Regions from separate parts of the Drosophila melanogaster genome. Here all the other regions are linked to region 1. The links are chromatin contacts, called in public Hi-C and targeted proximity ligation maps. All regions are on one chromosome and are shown on one strand. The core of a region is the stretch at or near the end of the contact, and the rest is flanking DNA. Distances in the headings are between cores, read along the strand shown.

Region 1 (2,700 bases), core at 136-2,635:
TTAATGTGCCAAATCAACAAAATAATTAGTTTCTCTGGTCGCCTGGCTTATTTTTACTCGAATGAATGCCGTTGAACTTTGTGTGTTTGTTTATCTGTAAGAGTCATCGAAATTGTTTTGCAATTGTCGCTGGAGGAGGATTGTAAATTGTTTAGCCAAAATGACGTAAGAAAAGCAAGCTCATTGTAAATAGTTCTCTACAAATAATGCAATTGAATCAATTATGAACTATTCAACTTATTATGAAGGCAGTGCGTTACCCATTAATTGGACTTGGAAATTTAAACTTATACTTGATTAGACGTTTTTTTTAAGTTAAGTAAACAACATAAAAACAATTTTTTTTTTTTTTTTTTAAATTTTAAAACAAGGGCTTAATCTCAGTTGATTATTTATTTTTTCATTATTACTTTATAGAGCTTTTTTGTGTTCAAAACATAAGGGCAATCATTTCACCATACCCGTGTAACGAAACTAATACGCAAATTAGCGAAGGTTTAGAAATGCTAATGAAAAACGAGCTAATTAGCATACGAAAATCAAACCAGATTTTTGTCTATAGCTACGTTATCAATTCAAATGGCACGATTCGAGGCTTTTTGATAACGCGAACGGTAATACTTTTTCACTCGAGCAAGGATCTCTGGTTTTTCGCGCGTCCAACTTTTCCGCTCGACTTTTGAAGTTGAATTGAATTCGAAAATCAAAAGCAAACGGGTTAAATGAAAGAGAGCGCCAAGAGAGAGAGAGAGAGAGAGAGAAAACGAGAGAGCGAGAGCGAAATGCAGTTTTTTGTTTGCTGGGAGAATTTGTTGATTTTTGTTTTTGTGTTGCCATTGGCAGCCGGTTGTTGGCTTTATTTTGACTTTTATTTTGTTAGCTCTTTATTCGATTCAGTTGTTGTTTCTTTCAGATTATTGGCGCAAAAAAAACAATGTTAGATTACACACAACGTGTTGCTGCATGTTGAAGGTTGCGTGAAGGTCGCGCAACACAGGCGCCCCCCACGCACACCCACACACACACACACACAAATGAGGGTAAATCGAGAGGGACGGCCGTTACTGCCACTCCCCTCAAAAAGGGGCGTCATGGGCGTGGGCGTGAGGGTTCTGTATGCACTTTCACTTTTTTTTGAGCACACTTCAATTAAACTTTTTATATAGGCGGTTGGTTCTTCTACGCACCAATACTATTTCATTTCGAGGGTGAGCATTGGGTTTATCATAAAACTTTCTTTTATCAGCGGCTTATCAGCTTGTTTACCACATTTATTTACGTTTTTTGATCCGTTTCCGTCTGCTAAATACAATAAAAAGTCAAATATTTTAATTTCATTCACCGAACGCTCGCGCACGCTCTTCTTCTTCACTGGCGAACAGCTGATTCCGCTGTTATGGGTTGGCCGAAGCTGCTAAGTTGGCGCTTTTATCGCCATATTTAGCTTTTTAAGCTTATACTTTGAAAATAAGGATTTATGTGCGGTTGCTGTGTCGGAAACATTGATAAACTGCCCAACATAATATTCTTACTACGAATATTTCATATATATAGTAAATTTTATAAGTTCTTTTTCTTAACAATTTAAAACTTCAATTGTCGTTCTAGGTCTTTGTCTATATAATGTCTGGTAACACTGAAAATAGCACAGTAATTTGGCGCCAAAGAAAAATTTTAAAATAAAAGTTGTAATAAAAAATCAAAATGCAAGTTTATATATGATGGTTAATATGTATTTAATAACATTTCACTACGAATTACATACATATACAAGGTGTTTGAGTTTATATCTAGAGGAATGCGAAGTATCTCTGACATTAATTATCTATAAGTACGACTAAGGCAGTTAGGGAATGTTGGCGAGATTGTCAATAAATTAGAGCAATGTTAGAATGTACTTAAATGGCGACACAAATCAATACACACTGGTGCTGAAACTATCTTAATATAGCACTCGGAAAACATATACACAAGTACAGAAATCGAAATAATCAGCAATTGAAATTAACTGGGTGTGTTAATAATGTACGGAAGTACATATCAGTCGTTATTGTTTTTTTTTTTACTTTCGAACCCTTAACAGAAAGTGCACTTTAGGATGGTTGACCTTGATACAAGGCGTTCTCATAAGATTAGTTGCTTATTTTCCGACATATGCACGATTCTACACTTTGTTTAACTTACTACCTATCCTCGTTACGTTTTCGTTGTACATTGCAAAATAAAATGGCATTACTTAGGATCTACTATGAAATGATATAGCTTTACACAAAATTTACAAATACATTTACGTACTATCGAGAATTTCTCTCTTTGTTTTTGACCACACGAAATCTCGGAAAAGTCATTGAATAGTTTCAAGTTTTTTTGTTATGTGCTTGCAGTGAATTGGGGCTCAGACTTTAGGAACACTTTAACTTTCGTTGAAGAGCATACACAACATATATTACACGTACTCCTCTGGAGCCGCCGGTCCATTCGATGATGGCATTCGTAGCGTGGACACCACTTGGGTTTGCTGCTGCTGTTGCTGCGACGGTCCATTTGTGTCCGGCAGCTCGGCAATGTCCTTGAAGACGCCCATCAGATTTTCGTAGCTAGGTCCCCAATTGAGCAGATACTCCCAGCCGAGGGTGGTGGCCGATGGGGATGCGGCTCCATTGGCCTTGCGGTAGATACCGCTCAGGTGATTGGCTATAT
Region 2 (2,700 bases), core at 152-2,651, 170 kb after region 1:
ATATTATGCATCTTAAAAGATGTTTATCTATCTGAGCCCAAAAAGCGAAAAATTTCTTTATAAAAAATGTATCAAATGGATATAATAGAATCCAAATTCCGCTGGGTACATAGCACATTTGTCCGGAAATCTGCACACAGCAATGGACATATTGTCAAACATCGGGCATGAAGGATCCTTTTGCTACGAGCCTGATCCTCTTTTGTGCGACACCTTTGGAAAACTGTCAATAAGCGAGGGCATTGTTCGACCTCAGCCAAATGCAGCTGCCTTTAGCCATCGAACTGCGAATCATTTCCTTGGCCTGAGAACAAAGCCGGGCAACAGGACCCGTCAGCAAGGACATGTGGCTGCCAGAGGACAGCTTATTGGCCAGGCAGAAAAAACACAAATCGATCCAGAGCATCTGCATCTGTCATGGCCGACATGTGCCCACAAGATGCGAATGATTTTTGGCGGTAAAATGGAATTAACACAGAATTTTTGGTATGGAAACATAGGAAAAGGGGATAGGTATTACTAATTACAAAGCTATTTGGCAGACCAAAAATTCCACTTAACTCGTTATTGCTAAGGGTATTTTTCCTTTCACTGGGATGTCAGTGATTGCTTTAAAGAATTAATTTAATTGAAATAAATACGATTTTTAAATCTTCTGAAGATCTGGCTACCCTGAGGAACGTTTTCAGCTGAAACCGAAGCTAAAGCTGAATGAACTCATTTCCCATTGCTCATGCTGGCTCAGCTTCTAAGCGGCTTTATGGCTTTCTGGCCATTATCAGAGCGAAGAGAGTGCCAACTCTTGGCTCTTTCTCTCGTCTTGGCCAGAAAAAGAAGCAGCAACATCAACGGCATCAACTTTTCTTGCTGCCGCTTGGTTTTATGCCTCTTTTTTCGGCAACATGCTCAGTCAACCTTGGCAAGGCCGTTGTTGCCGGTTTTTATGCTGCCTGTGTGCGTGTGAGTGAGTATCTGTGAGTGGGCCCCTCTGGCTGTGTGTTTTCGCGTGGGTTTCCTTTGGTATGCGGCCAACGGAAGTCGGGAATGGGTCATAATCGACATCCCTATTGCTCTGGCCCCTCTGTCTTCCCCTTATTCCACATATAACATACCGGACTTCTGGCCAACAGATGTTGAGGCCCTTTGGATAATTGCACTTGGCAATGGCTTGTTGGCGTCATTAGAGCTGCGTTTGGGTAAATATAGCAATTACAGTATCCGCAGTATGTCCTTTTGCCAAATTGAGCGGAAAGCCCATAGAAAATGGAAAATGACAAAGGAAATTAAGTGACGAAATTAATAGAAAAGGATAAGGTGTACACGACAGGCACCATCAAGGAAATGTGATGGAAAATAATACTACTTTTAACGAGTTGCTCGTTGTTTTCAAATGGCAATTTTTCAAATATAAAATTTCTGAATATCTAGACTATTGAAAAGCAGAAGTAAATATGTATGTATATTATACAAAATTAGTACCCCGGTTTGCGATCTTTGTAATGATCCTTTTGTGAATAAACCGAATGCAGTTTCAAAGAGAGTTTCAGCATTTTAACCAATCAACCACTTTTTGGCACTTTTCAACCACCGCACAGTGGTGAGAAGTTAAAATATCCCTTGTTTTATACATCTCACAAACATTAAGGTTATTTTAAAACCCTAAACTGTTACACAGTAACCTTAAAAACTATTATTATCAAACATAAAATGAGCTCGAAATTAATACTATTGATAAATTATATTACTTATACGCCATGTGGGACTCCTTAAACTAAATTCAATGATATATATAAGCTTACAAGAATATTATCTTAAGTATAAAATGGTGTAGAAGAATATGCATATCTCCTAGTTCTGTTTTAAGCAGGCAAAATCAACTATTGCCCACTGTGCACTCTTGCTCACAGACACCGACACAAAAGCAGTCTCCGTCTCGCTCTAAAGTGCAATGCCAGAGCAGATCGACGCATGCCGTCTCCCTTGCACAACCCCTACGCCACATCCGTGAGAGCGGCCGTGCACGAGTGTGTGTGAGAGAGCGGGAGTTTCAGAGCGGCTTGGACGTTTCTGCCGTTTCTGCGTCACATCAATTGCTTTCGAGAAGTCGACGCAAGCGGTTCGTATTCGTGAAGTTCGCATCTGTATCTGAAACTGAGCCTGAACGGAAAACACAAGACAAACGATGCGCGTGCGCCGTGTGAATTTCGCCAAGTTTTGAAATAGCCAAGATCTTTTCTGAGTGATGTGCCAATAAACTAAGTGCAATTGCCCAAGCAAAGCAATCAAAGACCCCCAAAAAACTTGCCAATTGAAACACTTTTGGATTAGTTTCACGACAAGAAAATAAACAAAAAACAAAAACATTAACAATATGGTTCGAAGTTTGGCCCAGTGGACGAAGACGCTGAGCTTCCCCTCGCGTCTCTCGCCCAATCGCAACTCCAAGGACTGCTCCACTCTGGCCAGTCCCGTACCGCCACCAACTCCCCCCCGGAACAAGACGACCTCCGGCAGTGGAAACTGCGCCACATCGCGCTCCTCCTCGTCGACGGTGTCCTCATCGCACTCGTCCTCACACAGTTCACCCACTCCTGGGAACAACAACAACAACATGCCCATCACGGAACTGGAACAGATTGTAAGTTCACCAAGATAAAGTCGGGGCTCCCTAGAAATATCGAGGGCAATGCACCAGAGATG
Region 3 (2,700 bases), core at 64-2,563, 200 kb after region 1:
ACGACACTTCATGGGACGCAAGGCGCGCGCCAATTCGCTGACCTACAGGCCCACCAAGGGCGACGGTGTCCAGATGCAGATGTCCCTGGAGGTGGCCGCTTCAGCGAACAATCTGGAGGTGTGAGCCCAGATATCCATGCATTATCTATGCATGCCTCGTAACTCAGATAACTTTTAAGATTTTAAGAATAAAGAAAACGGATTTGTAGCTTAAAGAAATGTACAATTGTTTTCGGTTTTTTTTTGGTTACGCTATGGAACGTGCACTGTTTTCTTTACGAACTAATCACTAAACGAGGCGTCATAGATTGGACTAATTGTGGGAAAGAACCAACCACGAGATGATGAAGAAGAACAGAAAGATGGGGTACACGGCAAGCGGTTTTCGATGGGGAGGCTGGCTCTGACCCAGGAAAACAAAGGAAGCTAAAGGAACGCCAATTAGTGTTTGTTCTATTAAATGCAATTGATATTCGTACCGTAAGTGGCCCAGGCAAAGCCTATGGTGGTGGTCACAAAACGCAGAAAGAAGAGCAGCCGCGTTTGGGTGGCAAGCAGGATTACCCGGCACACAATTAGGGAAATGGCCACCGGCGTAAGGCAGTAGCCCAGCACGCAGACGGATTGGAAGAATGAGCTGATGGGGATTGAGTACGTTAGGATCAAACAATTGGATACCAATAATACAAAGATGCTCACATATTGCCGCCCAGCAGCTTGGAGTTGAGTGTGACTACGGCTGCACCTATCCAGACGATTACGAAGACCTGGGCGAACTCGGGTCCGTTGTCAGACATGCTGTCGGCGGTGGAGGAGCCTTGTAGTATGGTGGCCATGAAGGTGCACAGCACCAGTGGACCCCAAAGGTCCCCTGAAAGACGGGTAAACACAATAAGAAAACTGCATACGAATGCATAACGAAACCATTTGATGACGTACAATCTCGTAGCAGACTGGACTTCTCCTTGGGGTACAGGACGTGGTAGAACTTAATGCCTACGGCCCGAATGTCCCTCAGCACTGTCTCGCGGATGGGCTCATCCAGAGTATTGTATTCCGGCACTCCGCTCGCGGACGTTGCAGTTGTGGTTCTTTTGCCCGGAATCGACATGTCGCCCTCCAATGAAGGCGACGTGTTCACGTCCTCGAACATCTAGTAGGGTGGAGCATATATTAGAGATTAAATTCCTGTTTAAAGCTCCTGACTCACATCTAGTTTGGAATCCATCGGTATTATCTGCTAAGTTTAATATATAAACGTTTACATCGACAAAAAATACGTAGTAGACAGTGTGACCGTGGACTGTGACCCAGTAATTATTCACCCATCGATAACGGTTATCGATAACAAGCATGACCGGTGAGTCTGTAGCTTTTTTTAAAATTTCTGAAAAAATAACAACAGTAAAGCTTAATTCTATTTTTTATCAATTTCAATACATATCCGTATTTTTATTAATGCATTCAGAGCAAAAATTCTATATTACAAGATTCCCAGAAAATTAAATTTCTTGAAATATTGAAAAGCACAAACGAAATAGGCAGGCATTTACTTTGACCGCCTAACAATTTATGTAGATAAGAGTGGAATCCGATTTCTAGTGGCTAACCTGTTAGAATGGCCACCCCTGTTCTAGAGTGACCGTACTCGGCGCCGACGGCTGTTGCGAACACTTGATCGCCGAACCCAAACCTAAACAGACGCAAATTTTGTAAACTATGCTGTAGGTGGAGGCGAATTCTTGAACTGCAGCTGCAGGAGCACGTCAAGGAAAATGGCAGCGAAGCGGGCGGAAAGTCCGGAGAAGCGGGCTAGTCCGGAGCCCACTCTGCGTGGACTAACCACAAAGGTGGCGCTGCGGCGTCTACATGAGGAGATTGAAAAACGGGTGCAACTGGAGCACGAGCGGCAATACGGAGCGGAGAGGTGAGTCAATCCATAGACGATGGAATGTACTGATAATAGCCAATCCCTTTCCTAGCCCCTATCGAAAATTGCGGGCGGCCTTTGTGAAGCGGTACGATAGCCCACTGGGATGGCTTTCCATTGGAAGCAGTTTGCTGGCTAGTGGAGCACTGCTCGCTACAGGAATGCTATGGCCCGCCTTGTGCCTGCTGGCCATCTTATCGCTGGACCTCTTTGTGGTGGTCCGGGAGAACAACCTGCGGCGCACAGAGATCTTCCGGAAGGCACGACACGCGATTTCGGAAATTAAACTAGCGGAACAGCACTTCAGTGACGATTGGCAGCAATCCAACTATCCGCACCTAAGTAATCCCATGTCGCCCTGCGTTTCCCTGCAGTGGACCTACCGAGATGGAAAAATTGTCAACTTGCCGTGGGCTTTGTTGGTGCGCGGGGATTACATCGTTCTACGGCCGGGACACATTTCACCCGGACCTTGTCACGAACTGGAGACAAATAAATTTTTTGCTGCTAACGAAATATATGGAGCTGCTCCTCACGGAGATCCTCCAGTGAAACCTGTGGCACGACCTCCGCTGCCCAATCTCGTTTGTTGTTTGGAAAGCACACCTTACCTGGATAACCTTACTGTTTGCCTCAAAAACTCTCTGAAGCGACCGCCGACCATCTACAATCAGCAGCGCTATCTGGTAAGAAGATCTTAAAAAGAAATTGGAACCCGTTGCTATCTTTGTTTACGTCGACAGCTGGTCACCAAGTATATACAGCAGTGG
Region 4 (2,700 bases), core at 36-2,535, 140 kb after region 1:
AAATAAACTATTATTAAGGTCGATGCGATTAAAGGTCCCCCGACTGCGCATTTTCCCCGAGACTAAGTGCTGGAAATATATTGTAGAATCACGTTTTGGCTTTGTTTGAGATATGATATGCAATCCAAATGGGGGAGGGACAAAATGTGGAAAGTGGGGGGAGGGAGGATTACTCATGCTGATATCAGCTCCCCTCTCCAATTGCCCCCACCACGCGATTCTTCCAAGAAATCGCAATTGTTTTTGTTTGGATTCAGTGCTTTGTTCTGCGATCGTGAGGTTCAAAGTTCGCTATCACTCAGACTAACAATGTTAGCGAAAACACTGAAACTCTTCAGGGATATCCAGCTACTAAAGAGTGAGAAATCAAGCGGCTCACGATGAAAAGTTCATCTGCTTATCAAGGCTTTTCCGATCTACACTTTCGACTGAAAATGGTCTTGAAACGTGCCATGTGTTAATTCTAGATTAAAATCCCATTAAAAAAAAAGATGGAATTGCCTAATTTAATTACGAAACAACGGCTTTTTTCGCCGTGTACTCCGCTCTCTTTCTCCTCGGGGAGTTTCGCTCCATCAAATCCAAGTGCAGCTGAACTCGAATCGCACTGGATTTCCCACTGGGCCGTCCCCCTTTGTGTGTGTTTACAGTCAGCTGTTTTCGGAGCAGCGGAACGCCAACGCACACTTGTGCGCCATGCGCACTACCGCTCACACACACACGCGGATTAATTTAAGTGTATGCCAGCATTTGAATTGAACGTTGGACAAAGCGAGAGAGCTGTGACTTCCCCATTGACGAAACAGCCGTAGTATCCGCAGTCGAGTGATGGGAAGGGTACACGTGCGTTGTACCTAGTAATACTAAGTAGATACTATATACATCAGATAACTGGGAGCATCAGCTACATCAGTATCTAACATTTGTAACTTCAAGAAGAGATAGATTTGAAAAGAAGTACAATAACTACACAATAATTGTTGTGCCAATTTTGTATCTCAGTATATATATTTACATATGTACCGAACTTTATATCTCCACATGCCAAGTATCTGAAAGATGCGTTAACTATTATTTATAATTTGTATCCGAGAGTCAGGTACAAGCAGCCAGGCAGCACTATTGCTATCCGGATGGCTGCGCTGGCTCACACAGATACAGATACATTTACAGATACAGATACGGGTACCAAAGTGCCAGAATGCCAGAACGGATACTCGTGAGCGAAAGCGCTCTCAGCTGGCAGCTGGTGGCTGGTAGCTTAGCAGCCGCCGCAGTTTCAATTTCAGTTCGCATTCAGTTCTTCGTCGTTCGCGCTGCCTGAATGTTGTTGCCTTCTGCGGTCGAGCGGGATTTTCGTTTTCGGCCAGGAATCGAGTCCAATCGCAACGGATCGCATCGCGGTGAATAAAAACACGTTTCGCCTAGGCAAAAGATACACTTTTGCGTATTCCTGGAGTGCCTCGCTTACCATCTGGTAATGGTATTTCGATTCTGTTCCTCTCACTCCCGTCGAATCGTCGAATTGTGGCGCATTTAAATAGCTGGCGTTGTTTGTTTGTTTGTTTGCTGGCTGCCGCGACCATAACACAGAATACAACAAAGAAGCCAAAGGCACGAGCACGAGTATCTCGCTGTCTCAGTATCTTCTGAAAGTATCTAATGTGCGCGGGAGCGGTACAGTGAATACGGTCTCTTCTGGCAGCGGCCGAAAAAAAAAAATATATAATGCTAATAAACCAAAAACACGTTTTATGCCATTTGTGTTTTGCTCTTCTCGGAAATAGGCCCCATCTTAATAGAAATCCAAAGGTGAGCACGAGTGAAGTAATTGCGTCTTTTTCGGGCTTCCTGCAGTCTGCAGTCGCAGTCGCAGATTTATTTAGCTACCAGCTACCCACCACCACCACCATAATAAACTTCGCAGCCGGAGTTATATGTAATATGCCTCCCCCTTTGGGTAGACCCATATGTATCTTTAATGTTTTCCTGCCGTTTGTATCTCGATAGAGCGCCTGCGCTCTCTTTTCAGGAGCAATTATTTGCAAAATGCTCCGGCGGTGGCTGTTGTTTTCAAATGTTTATGCCCCGCCGCGCGATTTGTTAATAGCAGATGACACATCTGAGCAGGTTGTAGTCTTCAGCCGCTCACGCCACCCGAAAAAAAAAATAACAATACGAAAGACCAATGAAAACCAGATCGGGCCAGCCAGATTTTCGTGGGTCAGTGGCTCGCGAGGGGGTGTACAGACTGACCTACTTCGATTACGGTTAGGGTAGGACCTCATCTCGGGTCATCCACCCACGAAATCTGTGAGAGAAGTGCTCAGTTCCGAGAAGCCCAAATTTAAAACTCCCCATCGTCCGGCGACCTGATTACCAGATTACCAAATCCGCAGCTGTGCGTGGCTAGTTTCGAGTGCCGGTGTTCCAAGTTCCCAGATAACGAGTCGGTGGGCGACAAACAGCTGGCCAGTCGCGTCAACTTGAATCGCACGGATGGGCCATATAACTATAGTTCGCAGTGTGTGCGATTACGCGCCTTACATCTTCGGCGATTAGCGAAAAGGAAGCCCGCGCCCAGTAGCAGGAAGCCTATCGGTCTGCCCATCTAATCGCTAGTCGAACTGCAAACAAATCTGTAATAAAAACCCGTGTACACTGAGCGAAACTCTCATTCCACAAACGAACTAAACATTG

What was found. A called contact is a pair of places that touch in the nucleus more often than the background predicts.
Region 2: a contact with region 1 is called in a Hi-C map of the Kc167 cell line, with 2.4 times the contacts expected there. A contact is called at or near these places in 5 of 107 Hi-C or Micro-C datasets (the Clone 8 cell line, the Kc167 cell line, the ML-DmBG3-c2 cell line and 2 more) and 1 of 7 datasets of targeted methods (the Kc167 cell line).
Region 3: a contact with region 1 is called in a targeted proximity ligation map of the Kc167 cell line, with 3 times the contacts expected there. A contact is called at or near these places in 15 of 107 Hi-C or Micro-C datasets (the D17-c3 cell line, the Kc167 cell line, the ML-DmBG3-c2 cell line and 5 more) and 1 of 7 datasets of targeted methods (the Kc167 cell line).
Region 4: a Hi-C map of the Kc167 cell line shows a contact between it and region 1, with 5 times the contacts expected there. A contact is called at or near these places in 9 of 107 Hi-C or Micro-C datasets (the Clone 8 cell line, the D17-c3 cell line, the Kc167 cell line and 3 more) and 2 of 7 datasets of targeted methods (the Kc167 cell line and the S2 cell line).

The regions. Positions count from the first base shown.
Region 1 is chr2L:4,196,686-4,199,385 of dm6, forward strand. It overlaps Naprt (Nicotinate phosphoribosyltransferase), which reads right to left and starts at 1,386. Exons shown (of 11, transcript NM_001273086.1): 1 at 1,280-1,386; 2 at 1-94. ft (fat) reads right to left here. Exons shown (of 9, transcript NM_058149.4): 9 at 1,719-2,700. The coding sequence ends at 2,447.
Region 2 is chr2L:4,369,902-4,372,601 of dm6, forward strand. It overlaps lncRNA:CR45363 (long non-coding RNA:CR45363), which reads right to left and starts at 1,402. Exons shown (of 2, transcript NR_144660.1): 1 at 1,113-1,402. All of the region lies in intron 2 of Traf4 (TNF-receptor-associated factor 4), which reads left to right.
Region 3 is chr2L:4,392,563-4,395,262 of dm6, forward strand. It overlaps CG3652, which reads right to left and starts at 1,314. Exons shown (of 5, transcript NM_134984.4): 1 at 1,211-1,314; 2 at 940-1,153; 3 at 700-871; 4 at 480-637; 5 at 208-426. The coding sequence starts at 1,228. The coding sequence ends at 314. It overlaps Tps1 (Trehalose-6-phosphate synthase 1), which reads left to right. Exons shown (of 5, transcript NM_134983.3): 5 at 1-216. The coding sequence ends at 124. l(2)k05819 (lethal (2) k05819) reads left to right here and starts at 1,634. Exons shown (of 9, transcript NM_001273094.1): 1 at 1,634-1,927; 2 at 1,983-2,616; 3 at 2,674-2,700. The coding sequence starts at 1,776.
Region 4 is chr2L:4,332,628-4,335,327 of dm6, forward strand. It overlaps Atet (ABC transporter expressed in trachea), which reads left to right and starts at 1,286. Exons shown (of 7, transcript NM_001103609.3): 1 at 1,286-1,812.